Regions from separate parts of the Sus scrofa genome. Here all the other regions are linked to region 2. A link is a contact called in public Hi-C and HiChIP or PLAC-seq data. All regions are on one chromosome and are shown on one strand. Each heading gives the region's core, a stretch centred on a gene start, on an enhancer-like site or on the middle of the called end of the contact. The rest is flanking DNA. Distances are from core to core; before and after follow the strand shown.

Region 1 (3,177 bases), core at 104-2,603, 610 kb after region 2:
CCTATACCACCGCTCTTGGCAACGCCAGATCCTTAACCCACTGAGGAAGGCCAGGTATTGAACCCACATCCTCATGGATACTAGGCAGGTTCATTACTGTTGAGCCATATTGGGAACTCTGCCCCCAATTTTCAAGACAGATAAGAAGGGTACTGCAGTAGGAGTTGGATGGCTCCTTTGAGTCCTTAGGCTCAGTGTTTACAGCACAAATCAAATTTGGCCCCTTGATAACAGAGGAACGGAGTCCAGAGGTAGGTGGCACCTGCATGCGCTCAGTGTGCCACACCTGGTAGAGTGAGGGAGACTTGATCAAGATCACCCAGTGAGGTAGAAAGGGGCATCCAGGCTGGGGTGTATGCACGTATGCAACACCATGGGCCGCTTAGAAGGCAAACCCTGCTTGTGTATCTCAGAAGGCAGATGTGGACACGAGAGGATTTCCCCAGTGGTAGTGCAGATGGAAAGAACGCCGCAGGAAGGACAAGGCTGGGGTCCTTCTCCACCAGAGCATGGCTTGGCCCCGTGGTGGCAGGTTTGCTGCAGGAGAGCTAAGAGGAGACGAGGACAGGCAGCCAGTGTGCTTGGGCATCATGCCATCAGCCCTGCATGATGTCACTCTCCAGTTACGAAAGAGAAAAAAAAAAAAAATGCAAGTAGCTCTGTCCTTTCTATTGACCCCGACAGCCTGACATCTGCACACCTGCAAGAGCATTTTCTCGTCATGGAAGAGACACAACTTAGGGATCTCACAAGCCACGAGAGAAAGAAAGGAATCTTCGGCTCTAGCTCAGGAACATAAAAATGCACTGTACTAGTCTGGTTTGTTCATAAAATTGTTGTGTTGAGGCCCTAGGGGAAACAAAAAGGAAAGCTATTTCAGCAACATTCCCTAATTTGGTTGGGATTATGTGTGGAGGAAACATTCCTGTTTTCCTCATGGCTACAGTGTTTCGGTTCTCCTGGGTCTTCGTGCTTCTCCCTGCTTGGCTGTGCCAGGCTCTGATGGCGGCCAGACGAGAGTGCGCCTTGAGAACAGGGAGGCTGGAACTAGCCAACGCTGGGGTTCGCAAGGTGCACCTATTGAAAGGACCGGGCTCCTGTGTCACTCAGAGTCATCTTATAACACCCTTCTGAAAGACACCCTGATGCTGGTTCCCCTGGTGTCACCTTTTGTAATTTTCAATAGGAAGTGCCAAGAAGTGAGTGAGGAGCCACAGTGAGTCATGCTTTCATTTCAGACCCCCTTCTCTCCTGCTGACATGGCTGCGTGGAAGCCGCACACTATTAGTTCCACATAATTGAAAAGTGTGTCAGGATCTCTCAGACAGGAACCCGAAACATGCTGCTCAGTTGTCACCTCCAACGTGACTAATGTGGTTGTGTCTTAATTAGTCACTGCTCGCTGTGCTGACAGCATCAGAGCCCTGTTCCAAGGCCCCAGTTTGTGGTGCAGATGAGAGTAAATGACCAAGAGCTGCCAGATTTCCAGGTCCCTTTCCCACTGAGTGCTCTGAGCCCTGGTGGCTTCTGCCAAATGCATTGGTCAGACCAGGACAACATGGTTACAGTAAAGTCAACAGGGTCGTAACTTTGGGACACATCTGGGAGCAAGGGAGGTAATGAGACAAGTAAATGGTGGACCAGAACATTCTTTCATGAGTCAGCTGTTACATCAGAGGCCATCATGCAGCCCCTCCAGAGCTGAAGGGACAACTGTGGATGAACCATACCACCCTGGCCAGCCCCTGCCAAGTGAGAGCTGACTGAACTGGGTGCTTACCTGCCCTGAGGGTGGCCCATCCACTGGCTCACTTATGACCCATGACCCACAGTAGCTGCCCTTTGAAGATAACCTGTGCCGGGTCCATTTCTCCTCAGGGGCTCTGCTTTAGAACAGAGCTTAAAGCAGAGAGGAGAGATTGTGGGAAGAAGATAAAGGTGGTGAAAGAGATGATTTCATCAATGTGAGAAGCTGGACCTCTACCCTGAGAGCAGCATTTGGTTCTGGGACTCCTTCTCTCATGCCCACCAGCCTGACTGCCCACCGCCTGGGCCCCATTGTGAAGCCAGGAGGAGCTGCCCGGAGCGCCCGGCACCTGCCAGCCTCACGGGGCAGCACCCCTCTGGCTTCTCAAGCCCCCAAGGCCCTTTGTTCACTCACCTCAAGGCACAGCATCCAGGGCACTCCAACTCTTTAGGAACCTACAGAAATGACTGAGAAGGAAATAAATTGACTGGCTCCAAAACAGTAAGCTTTAAAACTGATGTTTGAATGTCTGCAGAGCCTAACACCATGCCGATTAGCCAACCACAGCTCTTACATACTTCCACACTTGCTATGTTCAGTGTGAGACACAGTGCACTGTGATCAGGTTGACAAGCTGTGGGGAGGGGTCTCTATGCATATGATGCAGCCTGGACAGAGCTCTGGGTGCACCTACTCTGGTGAGCACCCAGTTTGTGTGGGAAAGATCTGACTCCCTATTGCTCACCTTACACACTTTCCCACTGAACCACACTGCCCCAGAAGGATGGAATAGCGAACAGGCCAGAAGCTGACTGCACTTTGGGATGGGGCACCCCACAACTTCTGCTAATTAATCTGGAGGATAATTAAAGAGTATTTATAATATTTCCATCATTAGGCCCCTAAAGGAGCCCATTTTCCCAAATTCAATCTGATACACCCAGATGGTTCTGGTTAAGAAGGAATGACACAGGAGTTCCTGTTGTGGCGCAGTGGTTAACGAATCTGACTAGGAACCATGAGGTTGCGGGTTCGGTCCCTGCCCTTGCTCAGTGGGTTAATGATCTGGCGTTGCCGTGAGCTGTGGTGTAGGTTGCAGACGCGGCTCGGATCCCGCGTTGCTGTGGCTCTGGCATAGGCCGGTGGCTACAGCTCTGATTTGACCCCTAGCCTGGGAACCTCCATATGCCGCGGGAGCGGCCCAAGAAATAGCAACAACAACAACAACAACAATAACAAAGACAAAAAAAAAAAAAAAGAGAGACCAAAAAAAAGAAGGAATGACACAGAGTACAGGGTCTGACTCGGCCATGGAAATTGGGGTTGGGTCAATGACACATATTAGGGATGTTTCTTTCCCTCCCACAGACTCTTCAAATAAAACATCCTTGCTACCCTTGAAAGGTATTTAACAGATGAAATATTTTGAA
Region 2 (3,316 bases), core at 382-2,881:
GCCTGGGTTGAAAGTACGTGGTCCCTCTCCTGGATTCCCACCATCTCCTTCAGGTGACCTTGCCCCCATCATGAGCTGAATGAGCCCCCTGTGGGCCCGCCACCCCAGCCCTGCCCAGGCCCATCCCTCACCGCAGCCTTGTAGATGTCATCCATACTGGCGGCTCACAGGGCAGGCTGCTGAGGTTGCCAGCAGCGGCCCTCGGCTTAAATAGCCCTGCCCCGCCACATTCCCGGCCCAGCCCACCCCTGCCTGCCGTATCCTCCACTCCCTCCCCTGGACCTGGTGATCTCACACTGGCCTGAGTCCCTGTGTCCTCCGCCCAGGGCAAGGAGAAGATGAAGGGCTATAAGGACCAGGTCTCTCTCCCTCTGTCCTCCATCTCCCCAGGGACTCTCCAGAAAAGTTTTTTGAAAAAATGAAAACATAAGCCCAGGACAGACGGGAGCTGTGTACAGGGGCCTCGCCTGGGGCCCACTATACTGCAGCTCCTGTCTGCCCCGGAGGTGAGGCCCCTATACACAGCAGCTCAACCCCTATCCAATCAAGGGAATAGGTGAGGCTCCTGGAAGGACTTGCTTGAGGTCTGGCTGACGTGGCAGCTCCTAACTTAGGTTAAACCTCTCTGGAGCAGGGGCAACACTATGTAAGGAGAGGGTGGGAGAGCAGAACCCTCAGAGAAGCCTCGAATGCCAAGTTCAGAGTACGGTGCTGTGGTACTAGTGGAGAAGGAAGGCACTGACCTACCTCAGGAGAGTATGGGCTGGAGCCTTTCTGCCAAGGGTGCCAGAGAAGCCCTGCCTGAGACCTCTCATCTCCCCAGGGAGAGAAGTACTAGCTCTGGGCTTGACTGCATTCAATCAATCATTCAACAAACTCACCCTCACAGATGCCCCATCTGTGTAAGACTGTTCCCCTGAAGTTGGTTTACCACCTCTCTCTTCTAGATCTGGGTCTTCCCCTGGGTTAAGGCTCCTTCTCTGCCTGTGCTCCAGTACTGCAGTTCCTGGGTCCAGAGCCAATCTATCGCCCCCTCATTTTGAGCTCTAGTAGAACACCAGCGGGGGTCTTGTGCCAGATGGCCAGCACATAGCCATTGCTTCCACCTAACTCAACACCTTCTCGCAGAACTCACACCAGCTCCCTGCCTTGCCTGCCAGGCGTTTGCGTGGACTAGCCCACTCAGTTCTCTGGAAGCCCATGTGACATAGATCTGAGTCTTGGAGAGGTTAAGAACTGACACAATTATTCTGTCCTGCTTGCATTCTAAGCCCCAATTTTTCTTCTCCTTTAGCCTTCTTGTGCTCAACTGGGAATGAGCCCAAGAGGAAGGTGAGAGGTAACCACTGCCTCTTTTCTGGAGAAGGAAACTGAGACCAAGCGAAGCAGTGACTCGCTTCAGGTACGCCGGAAGGTGCGGGGCCATTGGTCCTTCCTTCCTGGGCACTGACTGGCAATTCCCAGAGCAGTTCCCGCCCGGAGCCTCAGTTTCTCCCCCGCTGCTAGGAGCGCGGCGGGCGGGGCCAGGCAGGTACAGATTACGCAAGTGGACCTTCCCGGGCAGCCTGCGCACGCGCGCCATTGGCAGCTGCTGTCAATTACGCGCGAGGGGCGGAGCTGGGCGGGGCGCGAGGAGGCGGCCGGTCCAAGATGGCTGCTTGGTGAGCAGCGTGGGGCGGGGGGCGGGGGCCGTCGGGGGGCGGTGGGACGCTGACCCCGCCCCCTGCTGCTGCCAGTCTGCTCCGGGCGGCGGCGGCGACCGAGCCCGGAACATGGCGGCCGCGGCGCGCAGCTTCGGGCCCGAACCGGAGGCCGAGCCGGCCAAGGAGGCTCGCGTCGTGGGCTCTGAGCTCGTGGACACGTATACGGTGTGCCGAGGGCCCCGGTGCCTGAACTAGGGGTGGCGGCTGGAACCCGATTTCAGAGTTGGGAGGTTGGGGAGGGAATCTGGGCCCAGCATCTGAAGAGGAGGAGGTGGGGGACTGCGATTTTGAAGTGGGGACCTGGAATAGCGGAATCTGGGGAAGGACCCTGGGCCCTGCAGGTAGGGAAAGAGGGTCCTGGGGTGGGGCCCAGGGAGGGGGCCTGGGAAGTGTACGCGTTTAGAAAAGCAGGATAGGGTTGGGGAAAGATTAGAGGATAAAGGGGGTCTGCGGAAGACAGGAGTCGGGTTGAGGCGGCGGTCCCTCTAGATCTTCTAGGCCTTGAGAGGCGCCGGCCTGGGAGGACGTGACAAGGGGTCTGGAAGGAGGGGAATTAGGGAAAGGGTCTCTGATGGATGAAATCTGCAGAAAGGGTCAGGGCCCTGCGGGCGGGGGCGGAGGAGACGGGGCCTTGACGTGGGAGGCCTGAGGTTGCAGTTGAGATTTGCTCTAAAAGTGAAGGGGGGCTCAGGTTCCTTGGGGCTCTGGCAGAAACAAGAATGGGGTAAGGGTGGAGCCTAGACACCGGCAATTGAAGGGGTGGCTCAGGGCTGAAAGCTTAAAACCGGGGAACCTTAGGGATCTTCATGGCTTTGGATTATGGGGGTGAGTTGGTGCTGTAAACTGCCCACGCACACTTCAGAGCTACGGGGGTGATGGAGGACAGCAAAGGGGGCAGGTTCCAGACTGTGATGAGTTGGAGGCCCTCCTGGGTCTGGATGGGATTGGGCACCTGGCCTACAGGCCAGGTTGGCTGCCTGGCAGGGACTGAGCATCTGAGCACCTCCCAGACTCCTGTCTTTTGTTCCTGGAAGGTGGGAAGTATGTGGGGGGCTTTGGCCCTGCCTTCGCCCCATCCTTTTGGACCTCATCCTAACCCTCCTCCAGGGTCATTCTTTCCTGTACTGGAGGGAGGGGATGGAAACTGCCAGGCTGGGTAGAGAGGCTGGGGACTAATTCTGTAGCAACAGGCAGGCCCTGGAGAAATGGCTGCTCCTCCATGGATGCTTAGGCTGAGTTGATTACTTTCTCCTCCCCCTTCCCTGCTTGCTTCAGGGAGGGGCGGGACCCTAGGACCAGGGGTCCTCATCCAGGTGAAAGTTGAGGTCTCTGAGTTGATGCCTGGCCGGCAGTCATGCAGCCACTGCATTCAGCTGGAGGATAAGCTCCAGAAAGCTCTCCTTATTCCGCAGGGCTGAGTCCCTCCTCTGAATGGTTGTCAGGGAGATGGTGACCTAGACTGACCATACCGTTTTGTGTCCTTTTGTCCGGGTATGCTGAGTTGAATATTAATGCACCTACCTTTGGTTGAACACTTGCTACATGTCAGGCCTTATATAAAGCATTTTGAATGCATTATCTTATTTGATTCTTAAATCGACCAGATTTTAAGA
Region 3 (3,234 bases), core at 692-3,191, 590 kb after region 2:
CTTTAAGGACAGAAATCGAAACGGTCACGGACCTCCGGAGCGGCAGGTCCAGCTGGGGCCGGGGGCGGGTTCCTGGCGAGCCCACGGCCAGCTCGCGCCGCGCAGGGGAGGCCCGGCGCACTCCACCACGCTGGCCGAAGCAACCGGTTGCGGCGGCCGCTAGACGCTTCACCTCTGCGCCGTGGCCGCCTTGGCCCTGTGAAGTTCGGACCGCTGCGCGGGCGGCGCGCCCCCGAGTCCTGCTGCGGGTTCGCGTCCCGGCCCCGGAGCGAGCCCGGGGGGCGGGTCCGCGGGGGCTCGGCGGGCGGGAGCGTGGGACGCGCGGGGAGGGGCGCGCGGCGGGCCCAGCGCGCCAGGGAACTTGGGCGCCCCCGGTGCGGCCGACTGGCCACTTTCCTTTCACGCCCGGGGGCTGCCGTGCGCCCTGCTGCCGGCTTGAGACGGCCGGCCGCGTCTCGCTACCGCGGCGAGGCGCCCAGGCGCGCTCCTGCCTCCCGGCCGGCCAGCGCGCGGGGCCTCGGGGGCGCGCCAGGCCGCGCGCGGGCGTCGCGCTCCCCCCGCCCCGCCCCCGCCCCCAACGTGCCGCCGCCGCCCGTTGGCGCCTCAGCCCGCGCGCCCGCCGGCCGCCGGCTCCCGGCGGATTTTCGTTGGCAAAGTTGCGCGGCCGCCTAGAAGGGGCCAGCAGGCAGTCCCCAGTCCCCGCGCCGCCGCCGCCCCTTCAGGCCGCCGCGCGGGAAGGCCCAGCCGGCAGCCCCGCTTTTTTACCTGCCGGGAGTTTTCGCGCGCTCGCTCTCTCAATAGCTCGCTTTTCCCCTCTCGCGCTCGTTTTCTTTCTTTCTTTCCTTCTTTTCGTTCGCCCGCGCGGACGCTTTTTCCGTTCGCGCCGCCTGCGCTCGCCCGCTCGCGCCCTCCTTCCTGCTGGGCTCCGCGGAGCGGGGCGGCAGGCAGCTCTCCCCGCCCCCCTCCACCCGCGCTCCGGCGGAGGCGGCGGCCGCGGCGCTCCGCACTCCGACTCATTCCAATATGGCACGGGCGCAGGGCGCATGCGCCCGCGCCCCCCCCACCATCCGCGCTCCTCCCGGCAGCCGGCGCCCCTCGCGCCGCGCGTGTGGCGCCCCCCGGCCCGGCCTCTCCAAGCCCTCCCGCGCGTCTGCCCGCCCCGCGGGACCTGTGCCGGAGGCGAGGCGACTGCAGACTTAAGTCCTGGGGGTCCAGAGCCACCCGCCGCCGCCGCCCGGCATGCTCCAGCCCACAACTTGCCCTGGACACCCCCTGGGCCGTGGCACAGGGCACGCGGTGGCGCCTCCCGCCCCCGACGGCGCTACAGCCCGGCGCGTTGGGGCCCCGACGGAGAAACGCGCCTCCCAGGACCCAGCGCCCACGCTGCCCCTGCTCGGACCCACGAGGGAAGGGCCCCCTCACCTCACCTCGGGTTGGATGGAACCCCGGGAACCAGGTGGCGTCCCGATGTCGGTTTTGGCGTTCGGGCCGGGGCGAAGCGCGATGCTGTCGTCCGCACGTGACAGCCTCTGGCAAGATGGCATTAGCGCAGGAACGCACCGAGCGGCGGCCTGAGCCCAGTTAGGCGCGTGTCGCCGCGGGAGAAGGCTGCGTCCGCCCGCCTGGCCCACGTCCGGGATCTGGCGCACCCTTGAGACCTGGGAGGGCACCTAACTGCCCCCTGACTGCGAAGTCAGACCGGAGCCCCGCGGCGCACCCGGTATTTCTAGGCTTCCGCAGGAGGCGCCCTGTAAATCCGAGTTTTCCTGCCGCTCGGGGCCCTGGCGAGGTGGCAAGAGACGGCTGTCTAAATCGGGCGGGAGAGCAGGGCCCCGGGGTCGAGACAGTAGCTCCTTAGTGACTATGAACCGGCCCCGCAACCCGAGGTGCCCACTTGCGGTTTACTTCTCCGAGCTCGTTCGCCCCTTACCCACCGAACACAGGTGCTGGTGGGACACTCGCCCGTCCCCACCTGCTCTGGAAGAGAGAAGGAAGTGCCCGAGCCTCGGAGACCTGGGAGTGCTCGGACTCCCGGTCCTGAGAGGAGGGCTCCGATGGGCGCTGATCACTGCTGCCTTTCAAGGTGGAGGAGTCATCCCCACCGCAAGGAATTCAGGGGTGCCAAATGCGGTTCAAGTCTGCGCTGGGAAATAATACCCCACTTTACAGAGTTGCTCACAGGCACGCTGCTGGCTGGATATTTTAACTGCCCCTGAAAAGACAATATGACAGCCAGGGAGGAAGAAAAATGCAAAAAGAGTAAAGTAGTATCCATAATACATGAAACTTTTCACACATTAAACCTTCCACCCACCTACACGTCTTTACATAGTAGCAACCACACATTGTCTTTTGTGTTTGCTACCATCACTAACATTTTTCTTTTGTTCACATGATGCATTTTTAATGTGTGCAGATATCTTCATCCATTCAGTCAGTCTCCTACCATTGCCTATTTTGGTTCCTTACAATTGTTTACTAACACATCCCTTAGTTCTGCCTTTGGGATAGATTCCTGGCAGTTAAATACCCAGATGAAAGGCTAAGCAAGGAAGGGCGAGGTGGGCTTGCCCCACAGTGCCAGAGGACTTACCAAAGAGCTGCTGCCCTACTCATTCTCCACCTCCCAGGAACAAGTGTAAAGAGTTTAATACACATTTCTAAGCCTTGGGTACCATCTTTTTTCTCCCCTATTTTAGCAGTGTCTGTTGGTAGTTCAAGGTTACTTCAGTATTTCTCAGTAAATGTTTATCCCTGCATTTACTATCTGTATTTCCCTTCTATAAATGATCTGTTCATGTCTATTCATCTTTTGGGGACTTGAACCTCTTCTAACTTCGAATAAGCATTTTTTTATGTTATATTGTTCCTATGTTGTCAGTGATCCAAAGTGACAGTCCATTGTTCTTTTTTTGTTTTATTCAATCTGTCATGCTAGTCTCTTGTGATTTTTTTAATTGCTCCAATGCTGATGAAGCGAGCTTTCTTCCACCCATCTGATAGTGTATTTTTCCACTGATTTTCTACAATTTTATTTATTTACTTAGTCTTTTTTGACCACTCCTGGCATTTGGAGTTCCAGGGCCAAGGATCAGATCCAAGCCCCAGTTGCAACCTAAGCCACAGCTGCAGCAACACTGGATCCTTAACCCACTGTGCCAGCCCTGGGATTGAACCTGTGTCCTAGGGCTCCCAAGATGCCACCAATCCCATTGCACTACAGCAGAAACTCTT

The links. A called contact is a pair of places that touch in the nucleus more often than the background predicts. HiChIP or PLAC-seq counts read pairs in DNA pulled down with a chosen protein or histone mark.
Region 1: an H3K27ac HiChIP or PLAC-seq map of alveolar macrophages shows a contact between it and region 2. The contact joins the enhancer-like site here to the promoter of NISCH in region 2. A contact is called at or near these places in 1 of 5 promoter capture datasets (fetal skeletal muscle), 5 of 47 Hi-C or Micro-C datasets (embryonic fibroblasts, heart right ventricle, mesenteric adipose tissue and 2 more) and 1 of 2 datasets of contacts at active chromatin or transcription factors (alveolar macrophages).
Region 3: a contact with region 2 is called in a Hi-C map of omental adipose tissue, with 1.7 times the contacts expected there. The contact joins the promoter of SFMBT1 here to the promoter of NISCH in region 2. A contact is called at or near these places in 2 of 5 promoter capture datasets (fetal liver and fetal skeletal muscle) and 7 of 47 Hi-C or Micro-C datasets (embryonic fibroblasts, heart right ventricle, mesenteric adipose tissue and 4 more).

Annotation. Positions count from the first base shown.
Region 1 is chr13:35,202,963-35,206,139 of Sscrofa11.1, forward strand. The region is part of intron 13 of RFT1 (protein RFT1 homolog); the gene reads right to left. Among named protein-coding and RNA genes, the nearest start is that of SFMBT1, 23 kb to the left of the region's middle. Within about 2 kb of position 1,354, at least 15 of the 83 cell types and tissues checked have an H3K27ac peak or open chromatin away from gene starts, as enhancers often do. A contact at or near this core is called in alveolar macrophages, retroperitoneal adipose tissue and subcutaneous adipose tissue, where this site is marked.
Region 2 is chr13:34,594,157-34,597,472 of Sscrofa11.1, forward strand. It overlaps NISCH (nischarin), which reads left to right and starts at 1,632. Exons shown (of 21, transcript XM_001925354.5): 1 at 1,632-1,868. The coding sequence starts at 1,773. It overlaps TNNC1 (troponin C1, slow skeletal and cardiac type), which reads right to left and starts at 164. Exons shown (of 6, transcript NM_001130243.1): 1 at 132-164. The coding sequence starts at 155.
Region 3 is chr13:35,179,133-35,182,366 of Sscrofa11.1, forward strand. SFMBT1 (scm-like with four MBT domains protein 1) reads right to left here and starts at 1,942. Exons shown (of 22, transcript XM_021068955.1): 1 at 1,428-1,942.